Regions from separate parts of the Mus musculus genome. Here region 2 is linked to region 1. Evidence: chromatin contacts called from public promoter capture Hi-C data. All regions are on one chromosome and are shown on one strand. The core of a region is the stretch at or near the end of the contact, and the rest is flanking DNA. Distances in the headings are between cores, read along the strand shown.

Evidence for each region. Promoter capture Hi-C pulls out the DNA fragments that hold promoters and counts their contacts.
Region 2: a contact with region 1 is called in a promoter capture Hi-C map of second pharyngeal arch cranial neural crest, with 2.4 times the contacts expected there. The contact joins the enhancer-like site here to the promoter of Rxfp3 in region 1. A contact is called at or near these places in 8 of 39 promoter capture datasets (3T3-L1-derived adipocytes, embryonic stem cells, frontonasal cranial neural crest and 4 more) and 1 of 9 other capture datasets (embryonic stem cells).

Annotation. Positions count from the first base shown.
Region 1 is chr15:11,036,576-11,043,423 of GRCm38.p6, reverse strand. Rxfp3 (relaxin family peptide receptor 3) reads left to right here and starts at 5,456. Exons shown (of 1, transcript NM_178717.3): 1 at 5,456-6,848. The coding sequence starts at 6,140.
Region 2 is chr15:11,769,637-11,776,862 of GRCm38.p6, reverse strand. No RefSeq gene overlaps it. Among named protein-coding and RNA genes, the nearest start is that of Gm34501, 44 kb to the right of the region's middle. Within about 2 kb of position 1,947, at least 4 of the 459 cell types and tissues checked have an H3K27ac peak or open chromatin away from gene starts, as enhancers often do. A contact at or near this core is called in second pharyngeal arch cranial neural crest, where this site is marked.

The sequences.
Region 1 (6,848 bases), core at 4,207-6,706:
CACACCCTTTGGATGCTCGTGCACACACCTATATGCTGTACATGAAAATTCAGCAGGTTCATTAAGCCAGATATAACTGATTTAGAACAATAGTCAGATTGACATTTTATTCTGTCTTCAGAATGTTGTGGAAGTAATGAAGACCAGTTTCCTTATCTTCGGCTGAAACAAGTCCTCATTAGTTCTTTCACTGGAAGCCCTGATTCTTTGCCTGAATATAAGAAGTCTAATGAGACCAACCCTGTGCAATGCAATACTAGCTTCCTATGCATTGAAAATGACAGTTGTCATGCTGCGCAAGGCGTGATGAGGAGACCTGGGAAAGTATTTGAAACAGAACTTCCTTATTACTGCGAGGTATTTTAACTGGAAATTGCTTTCCTATTGTTACTGGACGTTAGTGGTCAGGAAAACAAACTGGAATGAATGACTCATTTGTGGGTTCAAGCTCCACATAACCATCGTCCAGGCACTATGTCAAGAGCTGAGGATACAAAAGTGGATTAGAGATGACTACAGTGCTCAAGATACACCCAGTTTAGAAGAGTTTATTGATGTGCTTAAGTGAGTAATAAGCACAATGGTAGATGTCCAGACAAAGTCCTATGAAGACATAGAAAGAGTGACCGATTCTCTTTAGGGAACACAGGGAATTACAAAGTCTTCCAAAAACCAACTAATGTATGAGTTGAATCTTCAAGACAAATCCTAGGGCAAACTGTTGGGAACACATGACTCTGGAGTGCTCAACCCTAAATGAGACATCTCTACCAACCCCTCGAAGGCCCATTGGACGTCAAGGAAGATGGGCAGAGAAAATGGAAGAGCCAGAAGATGGAGAAAAATAATGGGAAAGAGTGTCTCCTGGACACTGTGGTCTGAGATGTGGCTATCTGCTTACGACCGGGTCTATCACCACTTCATCCTGCATAGGGAAGGAATCCAAGACACCCTCCAATGCCCACTGGAGGACTTCAGAGAGTTAATGGTTATCAGAGCTCACAGCCCTCTCTAGTGGAGCAGCCTCGGATAAGTCACGCTCATGCAAGTAATTGCAGTTCAACTCCGTGGGGGTGGGGGGCATGAGAGTAGGAACGCGGGAAGAAAAGCATCAGTGGGTGAGGAGCAGGCATGGCAGAAGGAAATGGAGAGGAAGGTGAGCAGAAATTTATCACATACATGCATGTAACTTTCAAATGAAATTCAAAGCTGAAAATGATTTTAAAATATCTTTAAGAGAGAGACTCTGTGGTCCCGTCAAGAGGAATAGTCAAGGAAGGCCTGCCTGAGCAAAGAGAGCGTGTGGCAGACAAAGAAAGGGAGAGGAGTTGCTTCGACGTGGGGTGAATGACTACGGAGTCACTATTCCTGTAGCTCAAAGGTGGCCATGTTGTATTGACCAGAGAATGCACAACACCGTGATGGTCCACATTTGTGTTGAACTGACCCTGTGTGCTCAGGCGGCACATACAAACTTGAAGTGTGTGTGTGTGTGTGTGTGTGTGTGTGTGTGTGTGTGTGTGTGTGCATGTGCATATCTGTATGTATATTTATCTATATTCCTATTAGTTAGCCTCTTTCTCAGGATCCCAAGTAGCCCTGTCCCCAGACACTCCGACCCTCTCTTGAGACCTTTCTACCTATCTCTCTATGACCTAGTAGCAAGAAAGTCAATGTCTAATCCTACCGAGGCTCTGCATGCACATTTCTGGTTCTACCTCCTGGAGGTAATTTATTGATTCTTTTCCCCCCAGTATCTTAACTTGGAGGTTTAAATCATTAATGTTAAATCTTTCTTTTATAAAAAACATGTTGTGTGGTTATGAGCTTCAAGGGTGATCATAACACACACCTTCCCAGCAGGAAAAAAAAATACAGAGAAAAAGCTACAGAATCTGTTGTGTGGAGTGTGTGCCTGAAAAGAAGCACTGAGGAGGTGGGAAGGGTGCCTCTTTTTTTCAGAGAATTAGGCAACCTTTCTCAAAATGGTAGCATTTTTGCCTAAGCTTGAAGTATGAGTAAGACCGAAAATATCTGACGTGGACAAAGAGAGGAAACATTTGCAAGGACATCTTTAACAATGGCAGTGCCAGCCAAGAAACACAGTTTGATATCTGAACTCCCACAGTGATAAACCTTGACAGTCCAAGTAATGGATGGGAAGTTGGAGTGCACCATGGCTGACTTAAAATCAAGCTGCTGAAAAGGGGCACCCTTTCTTCTCCTTTTTCCACAACGTTTATATTCTTGAACAATATCAACAAATTACATATGGTTCAACTCTCCAGGAGGGATCCATAAGGCAATCAACGACATGATGTGGTGTCATTTTTAACAGCACACCTGATGGCTTATGTCACCCTGACAGGCTTTTCTCCCTCATGTTTGTATGCATACACCATCGGAGCAAAACGGGGTCAGCGCTTTGCAGATAAATGGTCCAGAGTCTCGTTTTCTCTGACAATGAGTTTATGTGGAAAGGGAATTTGCCCTTTCGTCATACACTTAGTCAAAAAAAAAAAATCTTACACATTATCTGGGATGCACTTGGAAGAGTAGACTAAGCAATGAAGATCTTTCTAGCTGTGCTGGCCGGTGCTTTGACAACATTCAGTGAGAGGGCCACTGACGAGCAGCCATTCCTGAGGGTTCAGGCTGAATCCTGAGAGAGCTAGTGCTCCCAGCACCTCTGCAGCAGTGCCCCTTCAGATCAACAAGGATTTGAACTGTAGGAGAAAGCAGCCAATCTTCTCCATGGCCCCTGTATCGTTACTCAAGTCACGTGTATAGTGAAGTATCACTGGAGGCCATTGTTCCCAAGAATTCAAAATTATTTACCTAGAGGTTTAGAGTTTACATGGAAATTAGTACAGAGGCTCAAACTTAGAAAAAAAAATTAGAGTCTCCTGGCAGAATGTTCTAATTGTAGATCTCCAGGCTCCTTTTCAACCCTTTTGAGAACCAGAATCTCTGAAGATGGTGTGGGATGTGAAAAAAGTCTGGAAAATGAATTCGAACAAGCTCCCCCCCACCCCAGTAATTTTGATGTTGCATGGCCAGCAACTATCTCAGGCTATTCTGGAGTGCCAGTTACTTCCTTACACAGGGCTCGTGAGGCTAGACAGATCACGTGACTGTGGAATGGACTTGTTATCTGACGGCTCAGGGTCAGCCCCAAGCTTACTCATTCCTAAGCCTGAGAGCCTTAGACCTCTGCACAACCTCTAAGACTTGGAGTGCCCGTTTGAGGAGTGTCATCTGGAGCATCACTGGGAGGTGTGTAAGAATCAGGCTGTAAAGATACAAACACTTACTGGCCTTTGGGACCCTCCTCACTCTAAGATGCCTGTGTAACACTAGCAGCAGGGTATCCCATAGCTACGGTTACAGCCCCTGGGTGACCTGAAACATCCCTCAGCACATGATGGAGGCAGAATTCAGAACCAGGAGATCAACTTACCTCACTACAGATGGAGGCCAGGAGTCTTAGCTTCTGACTCCCTAGGAAAATCTCCCCCTTTGAGCAACAATCAGACATAATGCTCTTAGCAGTATCATCAGCTCCACTGTAGTTTAACTGAGGAGCATCGAGGAGGGTCAAGGCTCTGTAGTTGGGAAGATGCACTGCATCAATGATGAGAGGGGCGTGCACCTAGCCTAAGACAGTATACTATGCCACTTCTGTACACATACTTTTAACTCCTGCCTAAAGGCAATGCCTTTTGGATTATTTTCCTAGAAATGGGAATGAGACCACAAAGGATTTCCCACATCCTCCAGTGCACCGCTCCCCTGACACTGCCTTTAGATCATAGATTCTTAAAAATACAAGAAAGGGGAGTGTTTGCTACAGGCAACACCTTGCCATTTACAGAGACATTTTGGAATACACGGCAGGAGAGAAAACCGTTACTAATATCTAGTGGAGACAGGTCAAGAGTGATGGTCACCTGAGTCAGAATGTCAATGTTTCCAAAACCTGGAAATTATACTTTAGACTAAAATGACTTCTCAGATGAGAGACACACACCAAAGACCCCAGAGGGCCAAACTCATGACTTCATTCTTTTGCTTTGGCAGTTAGCTAAGTGAATCTCTCAGCCTATACCACAGACCTCCAAAGAGCAGAGCACTCGTCAGTATTTCTGAGCTCTATCTAATCCCCTTGGCTTCATTTCTTTAGTGGCCAGAAGTCAATAGGACTCTCTTCTTAATAATATCAGCAGCCCCTATGCTCAGTGTCTGTCTCAGTGTCTGCCTCCTGACAGTCTCAGGAAGTTCAAACTTCATTAGACATGGTTTATGATTCATTTTGCTTTGTTTTTCTACTTATATTACAATCACACAACTCTTAACTATTTGTATCACCCATCTGAGTGTGAACTCTACAGATTGTACTTACCATAAAGTCTTCTAGTCATGGAATAACACCTAACAAAGCGAGGCTAAGTAAGTATTTGTTAGATGAGTGAGCAGACTAAGACCTTTACTGCATAGGACTTTCCGTATCACCACAGGTTTCCTTGGTTTTCAGTAGCCCTTGAAATACAATAAAAAAGAAAGAAATTGGCAGAGGAAGAAAACGCTTTTTTAAAGTGAGAACGTGCGCTTGAAGGCGAGGCTATAAAGCCAGGATGCAAGGAGGGGTCCACAGAAGCACAGAATTACCAGGGCAGAGAACTTCAACATATTAAAACTGATCGAAGGCCAGTTGATTTTTTTTTTTACTGAAGCTCTTGCGACCTCTATTGGTAAAATCGAGAAATGCAGCGTCTGCAGCGAAGTGCCCTTTTAAAGTCCACTTTGGAATTAAGACTGTTTAAGGTTGCCGAGGACCTCTTTTCTCTTTTATTGTTCCTTTGACTGATTACAAGTCTTTATCTCTTTCGCTCCATCTGTCCGTATATCCCCAATTACTGTTAGTAAAGTCAAGTATTATCCCAGAAGTGAGGGCAATTACTGCATGCTTAGCATACTTGTTTTTCAGGTTAGTTCTTCTGTCAAGAAAACACTTCAGCTTCCTTAAGTCCTTCTAAGAGCAACTAACCTGGCATCTAAATAAACTGCAAAGTTGAGACGTAACACGTCTCCCCCTCCCCACGGCCCCCTGTAGCTTCAGTTCTTAAAATATACTCAATTCCAGGCAAACATCAACCCTTAGAATTCTGCCAATCTGACACCAGGTAAGTGTTCAGCTAATTAGAGGGGAGATGGGGCTTCAGTTTGAGTACTAGGAAAAGATTGGTTATTTGATTTAAAGAACAAAGGGTGTTACTATTGTGTAAGTGGGAGAAACAAACTATTGTGTTAAGGTGGGGAGAAAGGAGAAAAAAAAACCTCGTCCTAATAAAAATAAGAAAGGAAGAAAGCAGACTCAGACTCACTCCAGACACCGAGAAAATAAAAGACTAAGACCACTCCTTCTGCAACTTGGAACAAAGGGGAGTTAGTTGCCAGTAGACTCTGCCTCTCCCTGCGTGGCGCGCGGGGTTCAGCACTTCGGAAAGCACCCCCATCTTCTCGCACGGAGATTATGCAAGCTCTTCGGGGCTCTCAGCAGAGGTGGGTGCCAATGTAACTCATCAAACGCTGGCAACTCACTGGGGGTTGACAATATCGGACACACAGAAAACACCAACGGAGCTCCAGGAAGTGATGGCGTGAATCAGCCTTCAGGCAGTCAGAGCGAGACACAGATGTCCACGATCTGTTTTCCTCTAGAAGGAGAGAAACTCCTCCGGGCAACCTCAGAAGCCAACAAAGGTACTGGGAGAGCCGTGCTCCTGAGTAGGGGACTGCATCTAAGTGACAGCAGGAAAGCAGAGGGGTATGACTCAGTCTTAGAGTAGGTAGCTGGAGACTCAGTTCTCACCAGGAGGAACCTTGATCCCCAGCCACTTGCCTAGAACTATCCTCTCTTCTAAACCCACCAAGAACTGATGCTGAGTGCAGCCAACCCCTGCGCCCAAGGCGGTTCTGGGCGCCAACGCGGCTCAGCATCCAGTTTCCAGGAGCCCTTTTGAGCGTCTACATAGAAAGCTCAGGCACCTGCTTTGCGCGCCCGCCTGGGTACCACACCCGGAGCAAGCGCTGACTCTCGGTAGTCGGCTTGCAGAACGTGACTAAGGCGCACCTGAGCATGCAGGTGGCTTCTGCAACCCCCGCGGCCACCGTGAGGAAAGCAGCTGCGGGTGATGAGCTCTCAGAATTCTTCGCTCTGACCCCAGACTTGCTGGAAGTGGCCAACGCCAGCGGCAATGCGTCGCTGCAGCTTCAGGATCTGTGGTGGGAGCTGGGGCTAGAGTTGCCAGACGGTGCGGCGCCTGGGCATCCTCCGGGTGGCGGCGGGGCAGAGAGCACAGACACTGAGGCCAGGGTACGGATCCTCATCAGCGCGGTTTACTGGGTGGTTTGTGCCCTGGGACTGGCCGGCAACCTGCTGGTTCTCTACCTGATGAAGAGCAAGCAAGGCTGGCGCAAATCCTCCATCAACCTCTTTGTCACTAACCTGGCACTGACTGACTTTCAGTTCGTGCTCACTCTGCCCTTTTGGGCTGTGGAGAACGCACTAGACTTCAAGTGGCCCTTCGGCAAGGCCATGTGTAAGATCGTGTCCATGGTGACATCCATGAACATGTACGCCAGCGTCTTCTTCCTCACTGCTATGAGCGTGGCGCGCTACCACTCGGTGGCCTCGGCTCTCAAGAGCCATCGGACCCGAGGGCGTGGCCGTGGCGACTGCTGCGGCCAGAGCTTGAGGGAGAGCTGCTGTTTTTCAGCCAAGGTGCTGTGTGGGTTGATCTGGGCTTCGGCTGCGCTGGCCTCGCTGCCCAATGCCATTTTTTCCA
Region 2 (7,226 bases), core at 698-3,197, 740 kb before region 1:
TATATCCTTACAATAAGTTTTAAAGTTGGCAAGTTTGAATACTTCAACTTTGTTCACCTTATTTCCTATTGCTTTGGTTTTTAGTGCCATCTTATAATTCTGAGTGATTTTACTCCTATTTTTGCAAAAACAGCTGTGTTGAAGAAAGAGGAGTGGTTCTGTAGGTTGTTTTGGGAATATTGCCTTTTTGACAGCTCAAACTCTTCCAATCCATAAACACCAACACCAGATTATTTTTCCCCTAGTATTTCTTTAGTTTCAGTATACCTATCTCACAATCAATTTATTCCTAAGTGTTTTACTCTTCTATTTTACTTTTTATATTTAAGGATTCCTCTTCATTTTTATTTTTATTTTTTAATGTGTAATAGGTGACTTTGTCTGCATGAGTATCTATGCATCACATGTGCAGTGCCTGCGGAGGCCTGAAGAGGGTATTAGATGCCCTAGGACTAGAGGTATATATGATTGTGAACCAGTATGCAAATGTTGGGAATCAAACCTGGATCCTCTGGAAGAGCAGTAGGTGCACTGAACTGGTGTGCAATTGTTTTGGTGTCTAGTATTTTACTATTTCTGATGCTACTAGAAGTAGGGTAGGTTTGTAGTTACTGTATGTGTACTATAGGGCACCCATGCATTTATTGTTTATGTACACACAGATATGACACAAATACACACACACACACACACACACCAAATATTGCACATAAAATATGCTTGTAGCTGTTGATGAGAGTTGTCAGTAAAAAGTTTTCTGACTACCATGACATTTACAGTGTTAAGAATTTATATAGATGAATGGTTAGAAACATCTCTACTCTGCATTTCCTTCCTTTAATATTTTAAGAGAATATTTTTTCTGAAGTTACTTGTGGCCATCTTTGTTCACCCAGGCTTTGGGAAGTGGTAAATACAAAGAGAAAAATCTTAGAATCTGGATTCAGGCTCTAGTGGTGAACTTCCTGCTTTAGGTAAGTGTCTCTTACCTATGGAGGTCACTGTGTTATTGTAAGCTTGAGATTTGCTAAATGGGAAAACCAAAATCTGCTTCACAGAGTTCTGAGAATTAAATGATGCATCTCCCATGAGCGTTCTTTATACTAAGATATGAAGGTACACAGTCTGGGTGATCCATGAAAGCATTCACCACATTCCCTTCATTCCTCAAGAAGGAACACAGGATTTTGAAAGATTTATCTATTGTGTTTATTCTACGAACTCATACTCTCAGTACAATTCAATATTAGGAACGATAGTAAATGTGCAAAATACTTGTGTTGTACATGGACATATATTGTTTTTTACGTGATAAATGAGGAGTCAGTGTTCCTACTTTTTGGCAGTGGCATACAGAAGAGCTAACTGATTTAAATAGAGACCATGGTAGCCAATCATGGCTCCTTTCTTAGGACAATCATAGACAAAGACCATTACAATATATTTTTTCCAATGAAAGTAAATGATGTGGATACATTTTCCTATAAACACACAGTTAATGGGAACACCAGAAGCTGCTCATAATCTTGATATTTGTGAGTGGTTCTTAGTTAGGTGAACAGCAGGGGAAGAGGGTATAGGTAGCTTTGGGGATAGCATTTGAAATGTAAATGAAGAAAATATCTAATAAAAAACAGAAAAAAAATTTCTACCTGAACATTTTAGTGATGGATGTTTTTCTTGGTTACTTAACATCCCTTCAGCATCCTTCAGGCTTAGGATGCTAAATTCAAAATAAGGCTCTCGTTTTATGTCTGTTTTATAGATACATAACTTTTTAAATAGTTCTGATACAATGTGAGACTTTGATTTCTCCAAAAAAAAAGTAGAAAAGAAAATACGTTTGAAAATATCATGTGTGATTGAGGTAAGCTGATCCAATAAGACGTCTCAGACACGGTTCAGAGGGTGCAAATGCATTCCAGATGACACGTGAGTCTCACTAAGTAGAAATGTCCGAGGAGCTTTAACAGATGGTTAGTAAAGCAGATCTTTTGGAGGAGCCCAAGCCCCAGGTATTAGTGAGCCTGTTTGATCAGAGGAATTGGAAATGGCTTAAAGAATGCTGTGCCTGGAAGAAATAGCATGATCCAAGAAGAACATTTGAAAGAAATTAAGTTTTTTTTTCCCCTAAGCTTATTTGTCTTGTGTAGAAGTCCCATTGACAATCTACTCCTGGCCAAAGCATCCCATTAGAATGTAGATGGAGAAGATTTCTTTATTGATGGGGATTTGTAAACAAATAGGATGAATGTAATGAACTTAAAGGGTGTTAGCAAAAATTACATGTGTATCCTTGTCTATGGATTTGAGAAGGGAAGTAGAAAGGATAAAAGAGTTCGGTTCTTCCCTTGGGTGTTAGGTATTGTTTTGAGTATAGAAGTAGTGTTGGCATCTCCATGCCTTAGTCTCCTTTGTGAAATCCTTCTCCCAGACTGTAAGACAGCTCCTTGTGAGCAAGACATCTCTCCACCTTTAAAATGAAAACAATGAGTTGTATTTCTCTTTCTGAATAAGAACACATGAACGTTATGTTAGGTTTTTTGATTTATTAGCAAGGGCTGACAATGATTCATATCTGCTAGGGACTGAGTCTGGGAAGAGAAATGAGAATTAAAAAAATGTTTAGAGAAACCAAAGATCTGAAAGAATATTGATTGGATTTATATCGTAGGAGTAATCATCGGGGTCTATAAAATTGATTTCTAGGGATTGGCAGTGAGTCGGTTTAGAGCTTATTTTTCACCAGAGAACATTTTGGAGGTATATTAATCAGAGTCAAAAGGGTGTGCTCCGTTAACAAGCCCAATATCTCAGTGACTGAGGCACATCATTTTGTTTCTTGAGCCTGCTTTGTACTTAAGAGCCAAGTCTGAAGAAGGCTTCAGCATTTTTCCAGCTGAGGAACATTCGGGTATGCAACCTTGGCTGCCATAAAGGAAGAAGAGAGAGTTTAGGGTCTTGTCTTGACAAAGACTTCTGTGCAGGTCAATCTATTCAAATCTTTTGAATATGGAGTCAAATTACCTACTCTATCTTCCAGGGGATGGGGAATATATCCTGTGTTGTAAGAAAGGGGCAAAAAGATCCCAACACAAACTCTACTGCAAGAAAGCAGATAATAATAAAAGATGAGAAGAGGAAAACATTTATCATAAGGCGAAGGACCTTGGAATATTTTCCAGTCCACCTTAGGATAAGATACAATCTAGTTGCCCTGTTTGATAGTGCACATGACCTTTGGCTTCTGTGTGCTTATATGACTTCACTTTTTCTTGCTCTTGACAAGTTTCTTCACCTTTTGGATATTTTCTGTTCTTAGTGTGAACCAAGCTTGTACTTCCTCAGACGATCTTGCATTTACTGTTCATTGTGCCTGGGATGCTCGCCTTCTCCTCAAACATGTGCCTGCAACTCACACAGTATTTCATGTGCCTTCTACTCACACAGTATTTGGCCATAATCTTAGAGACAACTTACTCAACTCATCAGTCCAAATAAGCCACAGTTCCTAGCTATTTCCTACCTATGTAGCTGTTGCATTTAAGTTTTCCCTCTCTGCTCCTTCCTTCCTCCTCTCCCTCCATTCCTTTTCTTATCTTGTGGAGTTTGGGGCCTTGCTTATCTAGAAATATGCTCTACCATATCTTCCGTTTTTAGGCTAGAATGTGCAATCATATAATATTTCCATATTTATTTGTCTCTTTCCGAGTTGTTTTTCTTCACTGCACTATGCTCATTTGACTAAGGATTTTGGTTATCTACTTCACCAGTGTATCCCCAGGATGCAGGAAGCATCTAAGAAATGTTCGTTCAATAAATGAACTCAGAAAGGGCTGACCAGAGTGCTATGGAGGCTATAACCACCAAAATGCCCTCATGGATGTAAAAAACAGGTACTTTCAACATTAACAACCATACCAAGGAAAGATCTCCAAGACCAATCATAAGAAAGACCTTGGGTACTCATACAAAACTGCAAAAGATCAATTAACTTAGGCAGTATGGTAACTTTAAGTTCAATGAGTAACTTATGTGTCTACAAATGTAATATTGGCACCTTGTCCACCCTTGAGAATTATGGCTAGCTACTGATGTGGACCCTAGCATCCTAAGCTTCTTGTATTTCCTCTCATCGAATCCATGCTAGCCTTATGTGACCAATGGAATATGGCAGAGATGACTCTAAGATCTTAGATAACTTGCTCTGGAGGAATCTAGCTCTGATGGTTTGAGCATATTGAAGTAGGCTTGTGTAGACATTCATATAAAGCAGAATTGTGATGCCAGGCAAAGGCCAGCACTGTTTAGCCACTAGAGTGAGCAAGTTAACTTTTGGGAAAACTTCCAGTGCTCAGAAGCCTCCTGAAAGAACCTAAGTTTATATGGCTCGATTAAGCAGAGTTATAGAACCTGCAAGAACTAAGAAATGGTTATAGTTTTAAGTCAGTAACATTTGGAATTATTTGCAATACAAGCAGACTAACTAAAGCATTGAGATTTCTTTAAATTATCAAAGGTTTTCTATTCTCAGGGATGCTCATTCTCTTTTAGAGTGGAAGAAAAATATATCGGGGGAGGAGAGAAAGAAAAATGTTTTGGTCCCAGCCAGTCAGGTGAAGCAAACCACCATACCTGCCATGGGGTAGCAGATATTTGAGACATAGGACCATCGTATACACCTGCCTTGCAAAGCAACGGGGGAGCATTGTAAACATGATTGGATAGCTCAGTAAAACAATGCCAAATTGCACATTAGCTGATGTAGCTACACAAACAACTAACTGCTGAATTTTCTGTTTTAGAATAGATCATATAGTTAATGTGTAGGGTGTAAGAAGGCTTAAAATGTAAAGCTACAAGACATACGTTAGACAGTTTTTTTTCTGGGCCAAAAGACAAGATGCATGTTTAATAGATTTCTTTCAAAATTACATATTCTCAAAAGTATAATCTGGAATATGTTCTGCTAACCTTCAGGGACCTGTGACAGAAGCAGTGATACATAATGTTTCTAAACTGGCATTTCAATGGTTTTTCTTGAAAAGTTGACCTGTTGTGCATGTGGGCAGATGCCTGACCTTTGACTTTCCCATGAAGTAATCGGGTTCATAAACTACTGTTAGACTATAAGCCTTCAAGGAAGTAAAGGTGTGTGTTCATGTGCTTGAAGTTTTGGATCCTTCCCACTCTGATGCTTATCTTGGTGTATTTCTGAAAGCCTTTGGGATATCAGTATGAAGGAGGAGAGTCCTTGTTCTAGTTTGCTTTCTGTTTCTGTGATAAACACTTAGATAGAGCAACTGGGGCAGGAACGTCGTGATTCTTCGCCTTTTAGGTTATGCTTATAGCTGAGGAAAGCCAAGGCAGGCTCACAGAAGTTGGAAATGAAGGGGAGACCATGGAGAACACTGCACACTATCTTGTTCTTAGACTCACATTCAGCTACCCATATTATGCAGCCAAGGCTCACATGCATAGGGATGTTATTGCCCACAGTGGGCTGAGTCCTTCTACATCAATCATCATTTAATAAAATGCCTCCATAGACATGCCCACTGGCCAATTTGATGGAGGTGATTATTCACTGAAGTTCATTCTTTCCAGGTTTGTTTCAAATTAACAGTTGAAGCTAACTATGGCAGTCTTCCAGGATTCACTCTTTTTTATCTGAAGCTTCAGATATGGCTGGTTATTAAATGATCTAGTCTCTGGTCCCGTTTCCATAGAATCTGAAACAGATGTTGTCTCTACTTGCACTTTCAAGCCATTGCTTTTACTTCTGTGACATTTTAATGAAACCACACCCATACCTCCCTTTTTACACAGCAGTTCCTTTGACCTCTTCTGGGCACCTGCATGAATATTCTGTGAGTCTTGTTCATGAGTGCATTCTTTTGCCTAATGTCTAGGCTAAACTTTTCCTACCTTCGCTGAAGGCTTTTTGTCCCCTGTTTTTGAAACTACAGTGATTCCCTTTCCTCACTGAAGACTAAACTTTATACCTAATAGCTAGAATGTCAAACAAACATTAATCTTGTCTCCTACTTCTTTACAGATGGAAGAATGCCCAAAAGCAATTTCACTTTAGACAGCAGAAGTGTTTATTTAGTGTTCTTTAGCCTCTGATTCATCTTCTCAAATCATCTTGGATTAAGCTTTATTTCTCAAAGATGCCAACAGTGTATAAGACTCCATGTTGAAACTTCATAACCATTCAATATACCTACATTTTATTTAAAATTATGTCTCCCCTAACACAAGCACTTACTGTAAAAAGGACACTTATATACTTGCAAAGGGTCATTATGTGCCTCAGCAATACATGTTTGAAACATACAGGTTTGAAACTTTTTCTGCATAGATAGGATCTACTCTAAGACCGCTTAATATGAAAAAAAAAAATCATACTTTCCAAAGAGCTATGTGAGGAGCAATTGTTCACATCCAGGCAAACATTCCCACTTTCCTCTACTCCAAACACACATATACTCAGGCCAGTCGCGTTGGAATTCCACCTTTGAGAGTGCATCCCTTAGGGATAACTAGCTCAAGAGTTTAATGGAGATCTTCTAGGAGGACATTGGATGTTCTTGGTAAGTTCTTTCATGCTTTTTGTTACTCAACTAGGGAATGGAATGGAAACAGGAGGAGGAATAGAACAAGCTAGTACCTTGAGTCAGCAGCCATTTCTTATTCTAGACATGGACTGATTTGTCCATCTCTTATTCTTTTAAAAAGCTCATTGAGATCTTCATTTCAAGCTAGTGGGAATTTTAATGGGGAAGATGTAATTGTAAAGGCTTTTGGCACAGGGTCATTATGGTGAGCATAGGATAGTTTTCAAGTGAGTGGAAGGACTGGCCAGTAGAAGGGACTTCACTAAGAAGTCAAAAAGAGCTAGGCATCTGCCCTCCATACCAACTGTCATGTTTGTGACATCTGTATTTATTTTGCTACTAGCTTTGAAACATCTCCAGTGAAGTCTTTGAGAATAAGAAGAATGACACAGCGTTGGATTTCATAACATGGGATGGAACTGCTGGGTATGGTTTCATTCTGCCAGCTAAACAAATTTCAAAAGTGAAATGAAAAGTCACATTAAATACTTTATTGGCTAAGACTATTATTTTATTAGATATTTTCTTTATTTACATTTCAAATGCTATCCTGAAAGTTCCCTATACCCTACCCCTGCCCTGCTCCCCTACCCACCCACTCCCACT